Regions from separate parts of the Mus musculus genome. Here region 2 is linked to region 1. The links are chromatin contacts, called in public HiChIP or PLAC-seq maps. All regions are on one chromosome and are shown on one strand. The core of a region is the stretch at or near the end of the contact, and the rest is flanking DNA. Distances in the headings are between cores, read along the strand shown. Region 1 holds the start of Tulp3 (tubby-like protein 3). Region 2 holds the start of Clec2g (C-type lectin domain family 2, member g).

Region 1 (4,321 bases), core at 1,320-3,819:
CTTCCTCGGGCGCACCCTGAAGGGCAGAGCGATTGGATAGCTGGCCCAGGTCTCTTGCCTTCTTGTCATACCACATAGCTGGATGGGTGTCTGTCCTGTATTGTAGCGAGTCCTCACAATTCTGGACAAAAATAAAGGATCAGACACATTTACTCTAGCTGCTTTGCAGCTGGCTCGCCACCACCACCATCCTTTTTTTTTTTTTTTTTTTTTTTTTTATGCACAGGTGTCACCCCAGTTTGATAGAGCAGCGGAAAGCCGGTTTCTGATACACCGGAAGCCTCACCGAGACCAGGCAAGGCGCCCAACTCGGAGATCTACCTGCAAGTTTCCACGTCTAACCTTTGAGAGTCCACAGTCTTCCAGTTCAGAGACGTTGTTGCTATCCAACCGAGTGCAGCCCCAGAACTCAGAAAAGGACCCACCCAGAAGGCCTTTAGTGCCATTGTTCAGTCCCCAGAGCTGTGGAGAACTGTCAGTGCATGTACCTCACAGTTTACCTCATGTGTTCGCACCCCCTGACATCCAGACCCCAGACTCTTCTGTAAGAGACGATCCCATTTCCCCAGACCAGAAGGAAAACAGTTTTCCAAGCTGCATCCTTGGCCCTGGGACTCCCAGCAGCCCAGAGCCGGGGCCTGTTCTGGTCAAGGACACCCCTGAGGAGAAGTATGGGATTAAGGTCACGTGGAGACGCAGAAGGCACCTGTTTGCCTACCTTAAGGAGAAGGGGAAGCTGGATGGAAGCCAGTTCCTTGTGAAGATCTGACAGGACCGCAGAGCTTCAGTTCTTCCCGGAGCTGCTGTGGGGAGGTTTCGCAAGTCATCCTGGTTTGAAAGGATGAAAGGGGACGAACAGCAATAGGAAGACCACTTAGCCAGAGTCGGAGTTCGGTTTCTAGGGTTCCGCCTCGCACCAGGAACCGTTGAATTTAGTGTCATGAACTGTTGGTATTTTTCTCACATTAACTGTTTAGACCTCTGACGTTTCTTGTACTGTTCACAGCGTTTGTAAATAAATGGCTGCCGAGTTTTTAGAGAACCCAGCCGTTGTCAGTAATGCAGCCTCGTGCCCATCTATAAAAGGTCTATGCTTATTAGTCTTCTGCCTCGAACTAATTCATCTCACGCTGTTGGTACCGAGTGTGAGGCTCAGCGACTGGAGAAAATCAAGAGAGAGCTCTGGTTTTTAATGGTTGACAGCCTTGGCTCAAAGGGTCCCAAGCCAGGCCTGTGTTGGTGAATACGATGGGGTCAGAGAGCTAGGGGACGGATGAGTACTTTAGGTTTGTGTTTTGAGATGTGTTTACAGTGGAAGAAATATGACGCTATCACATGTGGTGGAGAAATGGATTCCTATCAGTAACTTATCCTATGTGTACATAAAGTGGAAGCTCACACTCTAGTGTGGGTAGTGTGGATGTGCCTGTCTCAGTGGTCCTCTTACTCATTCAAATAGCATCTCTTTCAACCCTACTCATTTAGCACTAGCCCTTTCTAGACCAAGCAGAGCTTATGAGTGAAGATTTGTAGCACACACACACACACACACACAAAGGAGCAATCCAGAGTCCCACAGGGAGAGGGGCTAAGTGAGTGCAATGCTTTCCTAGCCTATGTGTGCAGGTATCATATTCCCTAGTTTTCAAAAATTAATTTCTGGGACCTGGAGAGGTGGCTCAGCAGTTATGAGCCCTGGATGCCCGGAGGCGCGAGTTCTATTCCCAGCACCCACATGGTGACTCACAACCATCTGTAACTCCAGTTCCGGGGTATCTGACAGCCTTGGGCACCAGGGATGCATATGATATGCAGACATACACATAGGTGAAACATACACATAATAGCCTAGGGCACGATGGCACATGCCTTTAATTCTAGCACTAGGGTGACAGAGGCAGTAGGATCTCAGAGTTCCAGACCAACCGAGGATAGTATAGTGAAATCCTGTCTCAAAATAAATACATTATTTTTTAAGTGAATTTTTGGATTCAACATCAGTGTGACTTTGGCCTTACTAATTAAGTTTATATGCTATAGTTCTGGTCATAAAGTCCTATAGGGACCAAAGCCACAAAGGCATTGATGGCTGGAGGCATGATTTACTGCAGAGAGGACAGCTTAGCTGCTACCCTCACTAAATAAGGACATTTGCTGAAGGTCCCCAGGTAGGGATCCCTCAGTCGGGCTTTGGGCAAAGGCTGGTTTGGGAGGCTGAAGGCCTCGGCTATCCCAGAGTCGGTGGTCAGATGCTGAGGCTTCAGGTGATAAAGAGTAGAAAACCCAAGGCAGCAGCCTGGATGTTCTCGGTGCCACAGAGGGGTGCTGGGGATCGCTCTGTGGGGGCCAGTCCCGGAGCGGTGGAATGGAGCAGCAGACTCTTCCGACCCAACCCCGGGGGGCTGCTCCCGGATCTAGCGCACGCGCCTTCGCCTCCCGGTGCCTCCCGCCCCCTGGAAACCCTCCAGCATCATGGCTAACGCCATTTGCCAGTGAGAGGGGAGCGTAGGGCACTGGACCAATGGGCGTCGGCGACAGTGCGGGGTGTGGTTGTCAGGGGCGGGGCCCGATCTCCTCCATCCTCTCCAGCCGGGCGGCGGCGTCTCGGGGTCTGGACGCTGATGCCACCGGTCGGGCGGGTATGGAGGCGGCGCGCTGCGCACCCGGACCCCGCGGGGACAGGTCAGGCGGCGGTGGGGCGGGCTGGGGTCTCCAGGGTGGGCGGGCAAGAGCGGAGGCCAAGATCGGGTCCCCAGCTGAGCAGGCGCTTTGCACACCCCGCGTCGCCAGAGCGCTCTCGCGTCTCTTTCCTGGAATTTACCCCGAACCTGCTCACCCTACTCCCCAAGGGCCTCCGATTCCCTCATTTGCAATGCGCTGTGCATCCCGTGCCGCCAGCACTCTTGAGCCGCTCCCCTGGAGTTTACCCTGGACCAGCTCGCCCTGCTCCCCTGGGGTCTCGATTCCCTTACTTGCAATGCGTTCGCCCTCCCCCATGTCTTTCACGAGTAGGATCAGAACTGAGCTGGAAGGAGGGCACTCTTGGGAGTCGACGCGGAAGGTCGCGAGTGATGGTTAATTGGTTCCAAGGCCGTTGCATTTGGCAGTCATTGCGGAATTCTGGAACGAGTCCGAGAGCTGAAAATGCAAAACTGTTCTTTTCTTCTTTCTTCCTTCCCCTGAGTTCTAGCAGTTCTTTCAATCAGGACTTAGTTTAGACTGATCCGTACTCTTGCTCGTGCCCCTGGCTTTTCTACCAATACCCCTCTTTTTGCCTGGTTCACATGGTGAGCTTGGAAAGACAAACGGGCTGCAATCTCAGCCTGTTCATTTCTTGTCAGCTAGGCTAACGAAAAGTTAATGGGGGGCCGTGTGAAATCACTGGCTCAAAACTTTGGCATGGTGTGAGGATTAAAATCAAACACGCCAACTACATTCTTCCTTTACCATTCCATTACCACAGCGATAAAGGCTTGGCGTGTTAGGATTTGGTCTGACGTTTAAACTGGTTTTTAACTGATCCGAAACCATATTTTACAAAGTTATAAAGACGGAATAGCGACCCCCCCACCCCCCGTGGGTCCCATCCAGACTAGGCTTCCCTGAAACTTAATAATAAGTTAATAAGGAGGACTTTGAACATTTGCCCCCTACCTCTGCCTCCCAAGGCGTCACCTGTTTTAATCTTTCATCAACTAAATTCTATAAACATGATAGCTGCTCTCTGAAATTTGTTTACAACTTCTCCATTTTGGGAACCGAAGATCCATTTACAAGGGTAAGGTCGGGGTAGGAAAGTTAGAATTCAGCGTGTATCCGGTTGAAATCAAATGATATCGCGTTCAGTTGAGGGATTTAGTTGTTAACGAAATGATTTTTAGAGAAGTAAATTTCTTAGGGATGTGATTTTATTTTTATTTTATTTTTTGAGATAGGTCTTATGAAGCAAGACTGAAACTCGATATTCAAACCAGGTTAGCCTCAAACTCATACAGACCCATCTGACTCTGCCTTCCATGACTCATGATTTTAGGGAACAAGGACTTGACTTTGAAACTGGGACCAGCTGGCAGGTTTTTGTTTTGTTTTGTTTTCATCTCCTGGACTTGAAGCTTTAAGCTTTAATGCCTCCTCCCCCACCTTTTCTTCCAAAGAAAGAAATCGACTCTTTAATTTCCAGTTGATTGACAGGAAAGGAGCCCGTGGGAGCCCCTAGTTTCTCCTGCCCTAGGAAGAGCATGCAGGTTTGTTGCTAAAAGCCAGTGACTGCCTTGCTTTTGGGGTAGTCATTAAGAGTGTTTTGAGAGAGACTTCGAGACTG
Region 2 (4,422 bases), core at 1,804-4,303, 580 kb before region 1:
AGGCTGTAAAAAAAACAGGGATGAGGAGAAACGACTTCCAGCTCCTATTTTAGCCACAAATCGTGGTGTTACTAACGACATAATTCTTGCTTAGGCTTTGCTAATTCTGAGGTTGATAATTCTCCTTTAGAAGCTGCACAGCACTCAAAACTGTGCATACTGGTTTGTGATATTTTCCGGCTCTACCTCGCCTCCCCAAAAGATACCCAGAGCCACATGTGTGGGTTTTACCAATACCCACGGGAGAAATCGGGTCCATGTCCACCCAAGCCAAGGTTAAAAGCCCACTCATCTACGGATGAAAAAATCATTTGATCACCTCAGTTAAGCGTTGCCTTATTTAACTTAATCAATAGGGGAGAGAGAGATTGGAGACGTACTATTGAAAGGGCAAGCCCTTCACTGCCTCCCACCCAAATAAAAAAGCCAATTGGCCTTGTACTACAAGAGCCGGTTGAACTCCTTCTCCCTGTTTCCCACCTATCATCCAAAAATGCGGAGGAATATCAACTTAGTGTTATAGTGTTTTTCACATTTGTTCAGTCAAACTTAGCCAGAGTTCCAACGCCCTACTTAAAATTCAACTAGAAAGTTACCTACCAAGTACTAATTAGCATTATAAAGTCAGAGCCTACAGCTCCAGGCTTTTCAGTTAGTTGTTCACTAAGATAAGAAAGGACAGTCTTAGCCTTATACAGTTTACCATAAAAAAAGTTAAGGAATCCCATGAAAGCAAGTTTTTTCTTTAGCCCTAGATTCCAGACAGAACTATTGAGCATAGATAATTTTTCCCCCCTCAGGCCAACTTTTTCTTTTTTTAAATTTTGTTAATAAAAGGGAGGAGATGTAGTCTCCCCTCCCCTAGCCTGAAACCTGCTTGCTCAGGGGTGGAGCTTCCTGCTCATTCGGTCTGCCACGCCCACTGCTGGAACCTGCGGAGCCACACACGTGCACCTTTCTACTGGACCAGAGATTATTCGGCGGGAATCGGGTCCCCTCCCCCTTCCTTCATAACTAGTGTCGCAACAATAAAATTTGAGCCTTGATCAGAGTAACTGTCTTGGCTACATTCTTTTCTCTCGCCACCTAGCCCCTCTTCTCTTCCAGGTTTCCAAAATGCCTTTCCAGGCTAGAACCCAGGTTGTGGTCTGCTGGCCGGACACAACACATTCTCAAACAAATAATTTAACAAACATAAGTTTTCTGACTCAGATATGACCAATCGATATAGCCTTCAATCTTCTCACAAGTCTGCTAATAATTAATACGTTTATGACAGACAGAATCTCCCAAAGCCTAACAGCATATCCCCAAGGACTCGGGAGATATAGACACAGCTGCAAGAGACTGCCTAGATTGTGGTATGACAACCACTGAGAAACACTGTGGACAAAACTGGATATTCTAAGAGTCAAGTGACTTATATTGCCTGAGTGAAGGTCAATAATTTCTCATTCCAGGCATTACCTGTTCCAAGGAGGGCAAGGCCTTCCTTCTTCTGGGCTTGAAAGCCCTAGTGACTCCACCCAAGTTGCCATGCAGATCATAGGGACCTGGGTACTGTTTGGACTATAGATGAACTGTCATTTTTTAATTAATATGTAACTCCAAGATTAAAATTTATTCTTCCCCAGGATTCTGACACCATTGGCTATTGTAGCTTGACAGCTAGAAAACAGACCTAGCTCCTTACCCTAAGATAATCCACCATGATACTTACACATTAATAAATTCGTTAACTAGCTAGGGCTGCCAGAATTTTTTTTTTTTTTTTTTTTTTTTTTGGTTTCTCAAGACAGTGTTTCTCTGTATAGTCCTGGCTGTCCTGAAACTCACTTTGTAGACCAGGCTGGCCTCGAACTGAAAAATCCGCCTGCCTCTGCCTCCCAAGTGCTAGGATTAAAGGCAAGCACCACCACCACCCTCATGACTGCCAGATTTCTTAATGACCTCACAAAAACAATATGCAAGTTCAAGCTTTCAAAGATTTAACCTGTTGCTTCTTTACCTAAACTCAGTTTCTATTGACTAAATGCTTCATATTTCCTCTTCTTGAGATGTCATTTTCCTAACATTATTGGAAATGCTGAAGAATCAATCAATCGTCATCATCATTATCAGTAATAATAATAATAGTTTCAGTCAGAATACTTGCTTTAAGTGATAAGCATTAACATTTGCTGTGAATTTTGTATATTGATAAATATCAATCTTGTTTTCTCAAAATCCAGTATTCTTCAATAAATGACAAAAAGAGACATAAAGGAACACAATATAATGAAGCATATACAGTTTGAAACACAAGAAACATAATTTTGCTTACTTTCTGAAGGCTGAAGTAGAAAACCCCATTATATTCTTTTTCTGTAACTTATCAAGAACTCAAAATGGGAAGGAATTGGTCCAGGGAAGTTTCAGCCCCCCCCCACCCCCACCCCCACCCCATGCCACCTCCTTACAATTCAATTTTAATTACAATGGATTTGCAAAACACACGCTCCAAGCTTCCCAGGCAACTTCTGTCACTATGCACATTGCAAAGCTGTTGTCTGAGTTTCCTTCACTCAGGGACATGTAAAGCAAACTTTTACTACAGCAATTTGGTGTAATCCACCAGACTGTAATTTACCAGATCTCTGAGAAGAGTGGACTAGCAAGATAAGTACAAAGAACGAAAGCTGTAGCTACAGCTCTGGCTCTTAGAAGGTGACTCACTGTTCATTTCTCTTGCCTGAGAACTATTCGAGTATTGTATACTCCAATAGAATAACTAATGTAACAACCTCATAGCTAATCCCGACTGCATTCTCCTGCTCTGCAGACCCGCAGTGACGGGCTCACAGACGCCCTTCTGTCCTTATTTTGTTCAAGGTTCAGCTCTTTTGCCTTCCTTCCCTGGTGAAGCTCCTCTCTGCTCTTATAGTTTGGTTCAAATAGTATTGAATACGTACCCACTTCTCCCTCCTGCAGCTGCAAGTGGTGTTGAGCATAGGTAGGGAAGCCCTTGTAATGTTCATCTCAGAGCTGAGAAGCTGAGTTACCACTATAGGATTGAAACTTGAAAGCTGACAGGCACAAATATATGGGATTTGATCAACTCAACCCAACCGGCCAATCTGGTAGCTCGAGCTCCTCCTTCCTGTGCAAATTTGTTTGACTCATTGTAAGAAAGGCATTTATTATTATAGGGTGGATCCCTGGATCCAAATCCATACCCCATAATCAGCATCCAAACGCTGACACCATTGCATACACTAGCAAGATTTTATCGAAAGGACCCAGATGTAGCTGTCTCTTGTGAGACTATGCCAGGGCCTAGCAAACACAGAAGTGGATGCTCACAGTCAGCTAATGGATGGATCACAGGGCTCCCAATGGAAGAGCTAGAGAAATTACCCAAGGAGCTAAAGGGATCTGCAACCCTATAGGTGGAACAACATTATGAACTAACCAGTACCCCGGAGCTCTTGACTCTAGCTGCATATGTATCAAAAGATGGCCTAGTCGGCCATCACTGGAAAGAGAGGCCCATTGGACACGCAAACTTTATATGCCCCAGTACAGGGGAACGCCAGGGCCAAAAAGGGGGAGTGGGTGGGTAGGGGAGTGGGGGTGGGTGGGTATGGGGGACTTTTGGTATAGCATCGGAAATGTAAATGAGCTAAATACCTAATAAAAAATGGAAAAAAAAAAAAGAAAGGCATTTCCTTAGACTGTAATGAAGTGAAACTAATGCTGTAGACAAAGAGATTTTAACAAAGCCAAAAGGGGCTGGATGATGAGACCAGTTTTACTGTCCAGCGGGAATCAATTTGGAAATAAAAGATGACAACAAAAAAACACACAAACACACACACACAAAACAACTACAAAAACAACAAAAAGAAAATATTACCAATTCTTTCCTGCCCTGAATACCACACATCAGACAGTGATCCTCAGGGTAGGTGAGCCCTATGGTGTTACAACTCTGAGTTTTGAGGGCATTATTTACAGGGACACCCAGAGCAAGGTCAGAGGAGTCTCTGTGTTAAAAAGCCCAGAGACAAAATCTCTAGGAGACAGAGTCAGAAAGGAGAGAGTTGGGGATCACAGTCAGAGCTAAACACACTTCTTGCCTCTCAGGGAATAAGAGATCCTTTGTTCGGGAGCCAGATCCTGCCTCAGGACTACAGACTCAGGCTGTCTAATATTACATGTTTACATATGGAAACATTTTGCTACTGGTGTGGAGACAGAATGATAATGCCCACTGCCACTTTTATCACCACAAGGAATGCCTCTAGACCAGTGTTTCTCAACCTTGCCCATGCTGTGACACTTTAATACAGTTCTGCACACTGTGATGATTCTCGACCATAAAATTACTTTGTTGTTACTTCATAACTGTAATTCTGGTACGATTATGAAGTATAATGTAAA

The links. HiChIP or PLAC-seq counts read pairs in DNA pulled down with a chosen protein or histone mark.
Region 2: a contact with region 1 is called in a FOXA1 HiChIP or PLAC-seq map of pancreatic cancer cells. The contact joins the promoter of Clec2g here to the promoter of Tulp3 in region 1. A contact is called at or near these places in 2 of 115 datasets of contacts at active chromatin or transcription factors (bone marrow-derived macrophages and pancreatic cancer cells).

The regions. Positions count from the first base shown.
Region 1 is chr6:128,354,099-128,358,419 of GRCm38.p6, reverse strand. It overlaps Tulp3 (tubby-like protein 3), which reads left to right and starts at 2,569. Exons shown (of 11, transcript NM_011657.2): 1 at 2,569-2,682. The coding sequence starts at 2,642. Rhno1 (RAD9-HUS1-RAD1 interacting nuclear orphan 1) reads left to right here. Exons shown (of 3, transcript NM_001326585.1): 3 at 227-1,420. The coding sequence ends at 769.
Region 2 is chr6:128,933,012-128,937,433 of GRCm38.p6, reverse strand. It overlaps Clec2g (C-type lectin domain family 2, member g), which reads right to left and starts at 3,053. Exons shown (of 7, transcript NM_027562.4): 1 at 2,952-3,053. The coding sequence starts at 3,017.